2 separate regions of the Sus scrofa genome follow, and region 1 is linked to region 2. A link is a contact called in public promoter capture Hi-C data. All regions are on one chromosome and are shown on one strand. Each heading gives the region's core, a stretch centred on a gene start, on an enhancer-like site or on the middle of the called end of the contact. The rest is flanking DNA. Distances are from core to core; before and after follow the strand shown. Region 1 holds the start of NOP53 (glioma tumor suppressor candidate region gene 2 protein). Region 2 holds the start of DHX34 (probable ATP-dependent RNA helicase DHX34).

Region 1 (4,638 bases), core at 952-3,451, 310 kb after region 2:
TCCCCACAAGTGAGCGGCCACTTGGTTGAAATGACTAAGAGACAGGCCTCCCCCCACCTCCCACCCCTGGCTCCTTCTTGCCCTGCCAGGCAAGGACCCTCCACTCCATCCTGGCCTCGGGACCACTGGGGGCTCAGAGGGGAGACGCAACCTCCTACTTCCTCAGCTGCACCCCTCTTAGCCCCTTGCCCCAGTTCAGGTCGCACCCCTTTCTTTAATAAGGGGAAAGCCCGGTCCTCCCACCCTTCCTGCTCCTCCCTGCCCCCCCGACTTCTGTCTCTGCTCACCTGCCCTGGATTGAAAGCCCAGCCTGCTCCCCCGACCCCTCAGGCTCCCCACAGCTGGTGGTCCGAATTTTAGACTGCGAATTTTAGACAGCCTCCCGAGCCACCATCAGGCCATATTTAAGTGGAGTCCCTGCCAGAAACTAAGGCCCCAGGACGTTATTTTTAGACTCCTTTTCAGGGACGTCGTGGGGGGAGGGGCTCTTGGTGCTACAGCCCCCCCTCCCCTACAGGGCACCCTCACCCCCCTACACACGCATTTTCCTGCCTTCACCACATATTAGTGCTTGACCTTGGTGGGGGACCCCACGGAAAAGATGGAGAAGAGCAACATAGATGGGGCCCATGCCCCTCCAGGGTGCTGGCTGGGATTCCCGCTCCCATCACCCCTCACCTCATGCCTGGGAAGGGCCTGTGAGCATAATAGGAACGGTTCCCACAGTGCAAATAAAGCCAAGGCTTCTTTCCCTGAGGGAGTCGGGCTGTCTTGGGATGGGCTGGGGGGCGGGATCGCTCTCCCTGCAACCCCCTGGGAAGGAGAGCCCAGGGCAGGACCTCAGGGGGGCTCCCCTCCAGGCTCTCCGGGGTGGAGGCCATGACTCAATGCGGCGGGAGCCTGATGACTCAGGCCCGGGCTGGGGGCCAGACCGACATATTTTCCAAAGAAAAGTTTCTCTGGGGCCCTCCCTCCGGGACATCCCTCCCTTCTACCTCCTGCCGCGGGGGCCTGGGAACCAAGCCCTGGGGCGCCCGCGCGCGCGCGCCCCCGCCCTCGTCCACCCAACCTAGGTACACAGCTCTTGACACGTAACACTGGGGACCAACGGGCACTCGGAGGGGAGGAGGGGACGCTGCCCAACAGGACCGCCAAGTGTGCGCTCGCTCACGCCCGGGGGCTCTGGCCTCCGCTCTGCAGCGGACCCCGCTCGCGGTCCGCCGACTCACACCCAGGGCCACACCCACGGCGCCCCGGGACACGCTGGCCTCGCGCCCTTCCCGCCCACGCTCGCGCGGTGGCGCAGCTCCCGGCGCCCCCTGGCGGACACCCTGCAGCAAGGCTGGCTGGTGGCGACTGCAATCCCGGTCCCAGGTGGTAGGTGATCAGGTCTCCAAGGGCCACAATCCGGGCCTATCACCTTCCCGATGCGGAGTTGCGCTGCGTGGCGCCTTCCCGCTCTGTACCTTTTTCCTTCTCGAGTGGAGAACGGCCTTTAGGAGGCTCTCGATCCCTATGGATGGTTGCCAGGGCCCCTGAGCTTCCTTCCTTATTTGTAAACAGCAAAAATTGATTGTAAGATGAAATCTCAGGGAGTGAGGCAGTAACAATAGCTAACAATGAGATGCCACGCACAACCTTAAGGGCTTTGTATGTATTACCCTGTTTTAGCTCCAGAATAACCTATGAGGCAGATGTACCATTACCGCCCCCATTTCACAGATGAAGCAAATGAAGCACTGCTCCGTAGCTTAGAAAAGACTCATTCGGAGCCTGCGCTTCTAGAGTTTCTAACATTCCTCGCATGTAACCTTCTGTGTTCCCAACCTTGACATTCAAAAAGCTCTCGGATTTCCAAGATTCTTAGGGTTGGAACGTGGAAAGACGCATTTTGAGACTGGAACGTGTCTTGTGCCAAATCTGTCATGGTTCTAACTTTTCTTAAGAAAACTAGATTGTTTTGAAATAAAAAAATTAAAAATAATACTCAGATTTTAAAAGTATCCCTGGGCGGCCGGGAGAGGTGCGTCGCTGAGAGCTAGAGCCCCAAACTTACAACCTGGATCTGACCCGAATAACAGAGGAAGAAGGGCGGCCTCCACGCCCCTCTGCGGCTCCAGCCACCTTACCAAGATGGCGGCCACCGGAAGGAGGTCATGGGAGAGGGCGGGGGGCCGGCGCGCGCATGCGCGAAGTCGACTTTCAGGGTGCTGGCGGCCAAGTGCTTCCTTTAACAAGATGGCGGCGGGAAGTAGTGCCGCTGGCGGTGCGCGCTGCTCAAAAAGCGAGGCCGACTCTGGCTTCCTGGGGCTGCGGCCCACTTCGGTGGACCCAGCCTTGAGGCGGCGGCGGCGAGGCCCAAGAAATAAGAAGCGGGGGTGGCGGCGGCTCGCTCAGGAGCCGCTGGGACTGGAGGTCGACCAGTTCCTGGAGGACGTGCGGCTGCAGGAGCGCACGAGCGGGTGCGTGGGGCGGGACTTCCGGGAGCTGAGCCTGGTTCTGGGTGGCGGGGTGCGAGGCCGAGCTGCTGGGGGGACTTCCGGGGGTCAGGAAGCGCGGGTCCCGGCAGCGCTGGGAAGTGGCGGGGATGGGGACGTGATAGGTTTACCGGTTAGAAGACTCCCAGTTAAATTAGAACCTAGGTAAACAACGAATACATTCTAGTATTACTGTGCCCCTCGCCCCCACCCAAGCTTAGCGCGTTTTAAGTATTAAGTTCCGCAAAGTGGAGGGATGGGGCCCTGACCTGGAGGGGTCTCATGGGGGAAGAGCGTGTCCGAATGAGCATAATGGGATAGCTGGGCCCTGAGGGGTTAAATCTGCACCTTCTGCAGCAGTTTGCTTCCTCCCAACTTCTGTGGCTGATATTCTGCGTTTGCATTTCCCAGTGGCTTGATATCAGAGGCCCCGGATGAAAAACTCTTCTTCGTGGACACTGGCTCCAAGAATAAAGGTGAGGAAGGGTGGCATCGTGTGGTCACGATTAGTCGTTATCTAGTTCATCTCAACTTGTGAAAGAATCTGTGTTAATGATGTGGCTTGGGTGACAAACAGCTGCTGAAAAGGGTCTTTACTGTAGACTAGAAGGCCTGGAATGAACAGAAAGCAAGCTAGAGGAGTTCCCTGGCGGCCTAGCAGGTTATGGATCTGGCTTTGTCACTGTTGGGGCGCAGGTCATGGCTGTGGTGTGGGTTTGATCCCTGGCCTACGAACTTCCGCATGTTGCAGATGTGGCCAAAAAAACGCAAGTTAGCAACTACCTTCAAGAACTCATTTTCTTTTTGAGGTTTTGGAGATCTCAGTGGCCAGAGAAGCCAGCAGCAGTGTGCGCCGATGAGTAAATAAGACATAAATTAGGAGGTTAATTTGCAGAAAAGCAAGTCAAGGCTGGGGGGTGAGAAATCAGGCCCGTTTTGGTTAGTGAGGTATGCTTTAAAGAGAACAGAAGGGAGTGCCCATGGTGGCTCATCAGTAATGAATCTGACTAGCATCGCTGAGGACGTACGTTCGATCCCTGGCCCTGCTCGGTGGGTTAAGGATCCGTCATTGACATGAGCTGTGGTGTATGTCACAGGTGTGGCTCAGATCTGGCGTGGCTGTGGCTGTGGTGTAGGCCGGCAGTGTAGCTCCAATTTGACCCCTTGCCTGGGAACTTCCATATGCATGGGTGTGGCCCTAAAAAAAAAAATAAAATAGAGCAGAAGTATCAAGTTGATAGAGAAGGTATGAAACTCGTTTTAACATGCTTGCTTTAATCTGCCAAGATGCAGCGTGGGGACATGCAGACACTAGTGGAGGAGAAGCATGTTAGGGTTTGTTTTGGTGAGTGGCAGGGTTTATTGTCAATGTCTAGAAAAACAGACAGAGTAAGCCATCTGCTTTAAGGAGGGGGTAGAAAAGCTAAGAGGTCCATCTGCTTTCATGAGCAAAAGTCAGGCTGCTATAACAGCAGGATAACCTTTCTTTCTTTCTTTTCCTTTCTTTTTAGGGCCACACCTGTGGCACATGGAGGTTCCCAGGCTAGGGGTCGCATTAGAGCTGTAGCTGCTGGCTTATGTGAGGTCTGCGGCCCACACCACAGCTCACGGCAATGCCGGATCCTTAACCCACTGAGCGAGGCCGGGGATCGAACCTGCGTCCTGGATGTTAGATTCGTTTCCGCTGAGCCACAACGAGAACTCCAGAATATCCTTCTGAACATGAATGAGATCGGTCAAGGGGTCCAGTCTAAGGAAAATGAGGGGATCTCTGAGGAACAGGAATCTTGGCATGAGCCGGTAAGAAAGGGTTAATGAAAGAAGTCAACTTTCACCAACGTAAGTAGATCTGCTTGGTGAACAGCGGGCATGGCAGCAGGTACCTGCCCTGGCGAACAGGTGGGAAGTAGTTACAGATTTTGCTTTGGGTGTAAAAAGAAAAGAAAACAGAAAGGGAGGATGGCAGTGAAGTGCGGTTTCGCAGGGGATCCCAGTACTGGGGCTCCTGAGATGCAGTGAGGACCCTTGAACAGTGCAGGGGTTGGGGGAGCAGAGCCTCCACACAGTCAGAAATCCGGGGGTAATTTTTAAGAGCCCCCTCCCTGTATCCACGGTTCCACATAACGGAATTCAACCCCCGAGGACCGGGCAGTGAGGTAGC
Region 2 (4,801 bases), core at 1,325-3,824:
ACAGCTCTGATTAGACCCCCTAGTCTGGGAACTTCCATATGCCGTGGGTGCAGCCCTCAAAAGACAAAGATAAATACATATATACATACCCTAAGTAAAATATCTAAAATGAATAATCTTACTTTTTGTTTATTGTAACATCCCCTTTTCGTTCTAAGGTTGCTCTTTCGTTTTTGCTTGTTTTTAGCCTGGATATGTCATTTTCCTCAAGTTTGCAAAGATCTAGGTCTTAATGGTTTTTCCAAGAACTAGTTTCAAGTTTGTTACTCAATCTTAATGTGGGTGGTTTGTTATTTTCTTCCTGATTTCGTATTCGTTGTTTACTTCCTCCCATTTTCCTTTTTTAAAAAGTTGTATTTCTCTTTTGTAAATTTTAACCAAGGTTAGTCAGTTTCTTCCCTTTCTTTGGATTACAACACCTGGATTGGCCTATGTTCAAAGAGTTTCTCAAAGGTTTGAAAATTACATGCAATTCACATGCGACCTCCCAATTCAATGTATGAAAAGGTAACTCAACAGTGCTGAAGACAGGACTCTGGACTCTCTCTTAGCCCTCCTCCTGCATCTTCGCCATCTCAACTGATGGCAACTCCCTATTTCCAGGCACTCCCGCCAAGATCTTTGGGGTCATCCTTGCCACCTCTCTTTCTCTCATATGCCAAACCCAATGTGTCAGCCAATCCCTGCAGGTTCTGCCTTAAAACATCCATCTTCTCTGCCATCATCCTGGCCCAGCTGCCTATTGCAGCTCTCACCTATTGCAGCAGCCTCCTCCCCGGTCCCCTTTTTCTCATCTCGAATCCCATATTCGTTCCCTACTTGGGAGCCAGAGGACTCTGTTAAAATCTAAAGTCCATGGAACTCCGCCCGTGGGTCCCAGTTCACTCAGAGTAGAAACCAAAGCTCTTGCTTTGGTGTGTATGATTTCTGCCCCTCCTTTTCCCCACCTCTTTCCCCACTACTCACCCATCCTTCATCCAGACGCACAAGCCAGCAGGCCCTTGAACCCTTGAAGGTTTTTTATGTGGGGGGGGGACAGGGTGCTGTGTGTGAGCAGCATTTGGAAGTTCCCCGGCCAGGGAATGAAGCCGAGCCACAGCAGGGACAAGGCAAAATCCTTAATCACTATACCACCAGGGAACTCCCCGAACCCCCCAAGTTTGTAGTCATTTTGGTGGGAAAGACAGATTAAAAGAAATAGGATGTCAAGCAGAACTGCATTCTTTATGGAGAGAAACAAAGCAGGAAAGGGCTAAGGAGTGATTCTATTTAAAGTAGTGTAGTCAGGAGTTCCCATAGTGGCTCAGCAGAAATGAATCCGGACTAGGAACCATGAGGTTTTGGGTTCGATCCCTGGCTTCGCTCAGTGGGTTAAGGATCCTACATTACCATGAGGTCGCAGACTTGGATCCCGCGTTGTTGTGGCTGTGGTATAGGCGGGTAGCTGCAGCTCCGACCAGACTCCTAGCCTGGGAACCTCCATATGCCACAGGTGCAACCCTAAAAAGCAAAGAACCCCCCCAAAAAAAAGTAGCATAGTCAGAGAAGACATCTCCCAGAAAGTAACATTTGAGCAGAAAGCTGAAAACTGTGGGGCTGCAAGCCATGATAGTCCCTGGGGAGAACATTCTCCGTAGAGGAACCAGTAAACGCAAAGATGACCTCAAGCTAGTGAGGGAGAATATTAACTCAGGTTGTCAGTGTAGGAGCCTGGGCTTCCATGCATTCTTTGATATGGCCTTTGATTAACATTTGTGGCCTAAGGGCTCCAGGGAGTAACATCCCACAGGCCTTGTTTACTACAAGGAGTGTACCTACGCCCAGGTGGATTTTAATCCCTAATCCCCTGTGACTCGGGTTACGGGAAGAAAAGGTCAAAGAAACAATGACATTTATGGGACATTTCCACCCCTAAGGCCCTATTGGACAGGGACTGATATAGGTAATTGAACAAGGCCACTGGGAGAAAGCGACATCTTTCCGGACCCCAGGTTGGTACCCCCCCATCTTTAAGGGATAAAAACCCCTATAGGACAACAGAGAAAGGGGGCTCTTCTCCCCCACTCCCAGCAGCCTGGGAGCTATCTGCTTTCCTTTAATAAACACTTTGCTTGCTTGCTGCGTTTGTGTTCGCGGAGTTCATTCTTCAACTGGATGAACAAGAAGCCAGATTCCTGTATTATCTTTCAGGTATCACTAGGACCTCCAAGACGGAAATCCGGATAGTCAGGTTGTATCACTTATTAGTGACTTCATAGGGTGAATTGTACATTAACAGAATTACGCACTAATAATTACGAACTATAATAAAGAAAACACTCATGGGAGTGTTTCAATAGTGTTTGGGCTCCAGCCAGCTTCCCAGCTGGGCTAAATACCCGGACCTCCGACTGGTCCGGGAGGGCAAGAGGCTCTTCAGGCGAAAGGCAAAGCAAACCACCGTGCTGCCTTTCCCCGCCCCAAGACGCTACAGCTTCCTCCCAGGCTCCGCCGGAAGGGAGGCCGGGCCTGAGAGCGCCGGACGCAGGCGCAGACGGATTACTGGAAGCTGCCCACTGGGTCCTCCCTCTGCGGCGGGGCGGGGCTGGGCTGTGAGGGTGGCGTGCGCAGGCGCAGAACCGGCTTCGGGCGCGTGCAGGGCAGTGGGCGGGAAGTTGAGCAGATCGCTGTGGTTAGTGAGGTGAGCGGTCGAGCGGCTGCGCTGGGTGTTGGTGGTGGCGCCGGGAGTTGGGCTGCGTCCCGGGACAGCTTGGGAACGATGGGAGGGGTAGAGAGAAATCCCGAGATGAGGACATGTGCCCGAGGAGGCCGAACGGCGGGGAGAAGTGGACCGAGATGGAGCCTGAGCGTTCCCTGGGGGTCGGGGAGGCTGAAAGGAGTAGTGTGAGCGGGGCTTAAGTCCTGGGAAAGGAGACGCTAAGGCTTTTTACCAGGAAGCAGCGTTTATTCGTGCAGGCACTGGCTTGGTGGATTAGTATCCAGAGGCTGAGCCCCGAACGGCGCTGCCTTACATACCCCGCTTGTTTTTCCGCTACGTCTAAGTTTCTTTGTCCCTCTTATCAGGAATACTCTTAAGTTTTAGGCGGACAACTGTAGATGCGCTTGCGCTCAGGGATATAGAAGTACGCATGCGTGTCAGATGGAGGCGGTGCAGCACGGCTTCTTCCCTTTGATCTGGGAGGGCACGGCCCCCTCCCGCTACAGTAGAGGCACGAAAAGAATCTTCGACGCATTGAGGGAGCCAAAGCCAGGAAGGTTGAGAGCTGAAAACTAGCGAGGTCCAGAGCAAGAGGCTGGTGGGTCCCAACGAGAGAGGTTCACAGGGACTGCGAGAGGAGTTCCCGTCGTGTCTCTGGTTAAGGAATACGACTAGGAGCCATGAGGTCGTGGGGTTCTATCCCTGGCCTCGCTCAGTGGGTTAAGGATCTGGCATTGCCGTGAGCTGTGGCGTAGGTCATAAACGCGGCTTGGATCTGTTGTGGCTGTGGCGTAGGCCGGGGACTACAGCTCCGATTAGACCCCTAGCCTAGGAGCCTCCATATGCCGCGGGAAGCGGCCCTAGAAAAGGCAAAAAGAAAAAAAAAAAAAAAAGACCAAAAGAAATAGAGGGGAATTTCTGTAGTGACTCAGCGGTAACGAACCCCACTAGTGCCCATGAGGATGTGGGTGCAGTCTCTGGCCTCGTTCAGTGGGTTAAGGATCTGGAGTTGCTGTGGCTGTGGTGTAGGCCAGCAGCTGCAGCTGTGACTTGACCCCTAGCCTGGGAACTTCCATATGCCGAGGGCGCGGCTCTAAAAAGACCAAAAAAAAAAAAAAAAAAGGAAATAGACCCAATAGGATGACAGGTTAATGAAGGAAATAGAGACGAATCAGGAGAGGCCACTGGGTAATAGAAAGATGGAGCCGGTGAAATAGGGAGAACCTGGCAAGAGCTGACAGAGGGATTGAAAAGAGGCAGCTGAGGGATCTGGGAAAGAAAGCAAGAGATGAGCATGGAGGAAGATAGGTGGGAAACGGGAGATACAGCCAGACGAATGAAGAGATTAATTCTGAGGATGCAGAGAGCAAGTAGAACCAAGAAGACAGTGTCAGATTGAAAAATGGAGAATTACACTGAAAATTGGAGATAGGAAAATGAAGCCTGAATCCTCAGATTGGAATTGGTCATCTGCCGCTTACCACTTAATGAAACGCTCTCTGGCTCAGATAATGTTAATAGCACCTTCTTTGGGTTGTGAGAAAGGTGTATATATAGACTGTGTGTGTGTGTGTGTGTGTGTGTGTGTGCATATGCATATAAATACATGAGTGGTTTAGAACAGTACCTGATAAATGGATAAGCCGTAAGTAAATGCTGGCTATTAAAGCTTCAGACAACTGGGAAACAAAATTTTAGGTGGAGAAATGAAGCGGGATGAGGAGATGGTTAGGATGGAGGAGGAGACAGTGATAGAGCCCAAGACGGAGAGTCAGGATAAAAAGAAAGTCACACAGAAAGCCAGGCTTCTGGTTCCGAAGAAAACCAGAAAGTCAATTGGAGAACTCAAGCGAGATGGAGTCAAATGGAGGAAAATCATACTGAAAAAATAGAAGCAGAGTAGGAAAGAATCAGATAAATGAAAAGAGATGGCACCAGGCAGGAAAGGGAAGAGAGAGAAGGGTGATGGGCAAGATGGACCGAAAAAGACCGGAGACCCAAAGAGCCAGACAGGCAAGAAAAGGCAAGCAGAGGAAACCTCTGAAAGCTGTCAGCCTAGGAAATGCAGACCAAGAGATGGCCAGATGGTCAGTGACAGAGTTA

Evidence for each region. Promoter capture Hi-C pulls out the DNA fragments that hold promoters and counts their contacts.
Region 1: a promoter capture Hi-C map of liver shows a contact between it and region 2, with 2.4 times the contacts expected there. The contact joins the promoter of NOP53 here to the promoter of DHX34 in region 2. A contact is called at or near these places in 2 of 5 promoter capture datasets (fetal skeletal muscle and liver), 2 of 47 Hi-C or Micro-C datasets (heart right ventricle and liver) and 2 of 2 datasets of contacts at active chromatin or transcription factors (alveolar macrophages and skeletal muscle).

What each region holds. Positions count from the first base shown.
Region 1 is chr6:53,441,252-53,445,889 of Sscrofa11.1, forward strand. It overlaps NOP53 (glioma tumor suppressor candidate region gene 2 protein), which reads left to right and starts at 2,202. Exons shown (of 12, transcript XM_021094646.1): 1 at 2,202-2,462; 2 at 2,889-2,953. The coding sequence starts at 2,239. EHD2 (EH domain-containing protein 2) reads left to right here. Exons shown (of 6, transcript XM_003355959.4): 6 at 1-756.
Region 2 is chr6:53,128,619-53,133,419 of Sscrofa11.1, forward strand. It overlaps DHX34 (probable ATP-dependent RNA helicase DHX34), which reads left to right and starts at 2,575. Exons shown (of 18, transcript XM_003127246.5): 1 at 2,575-2,680.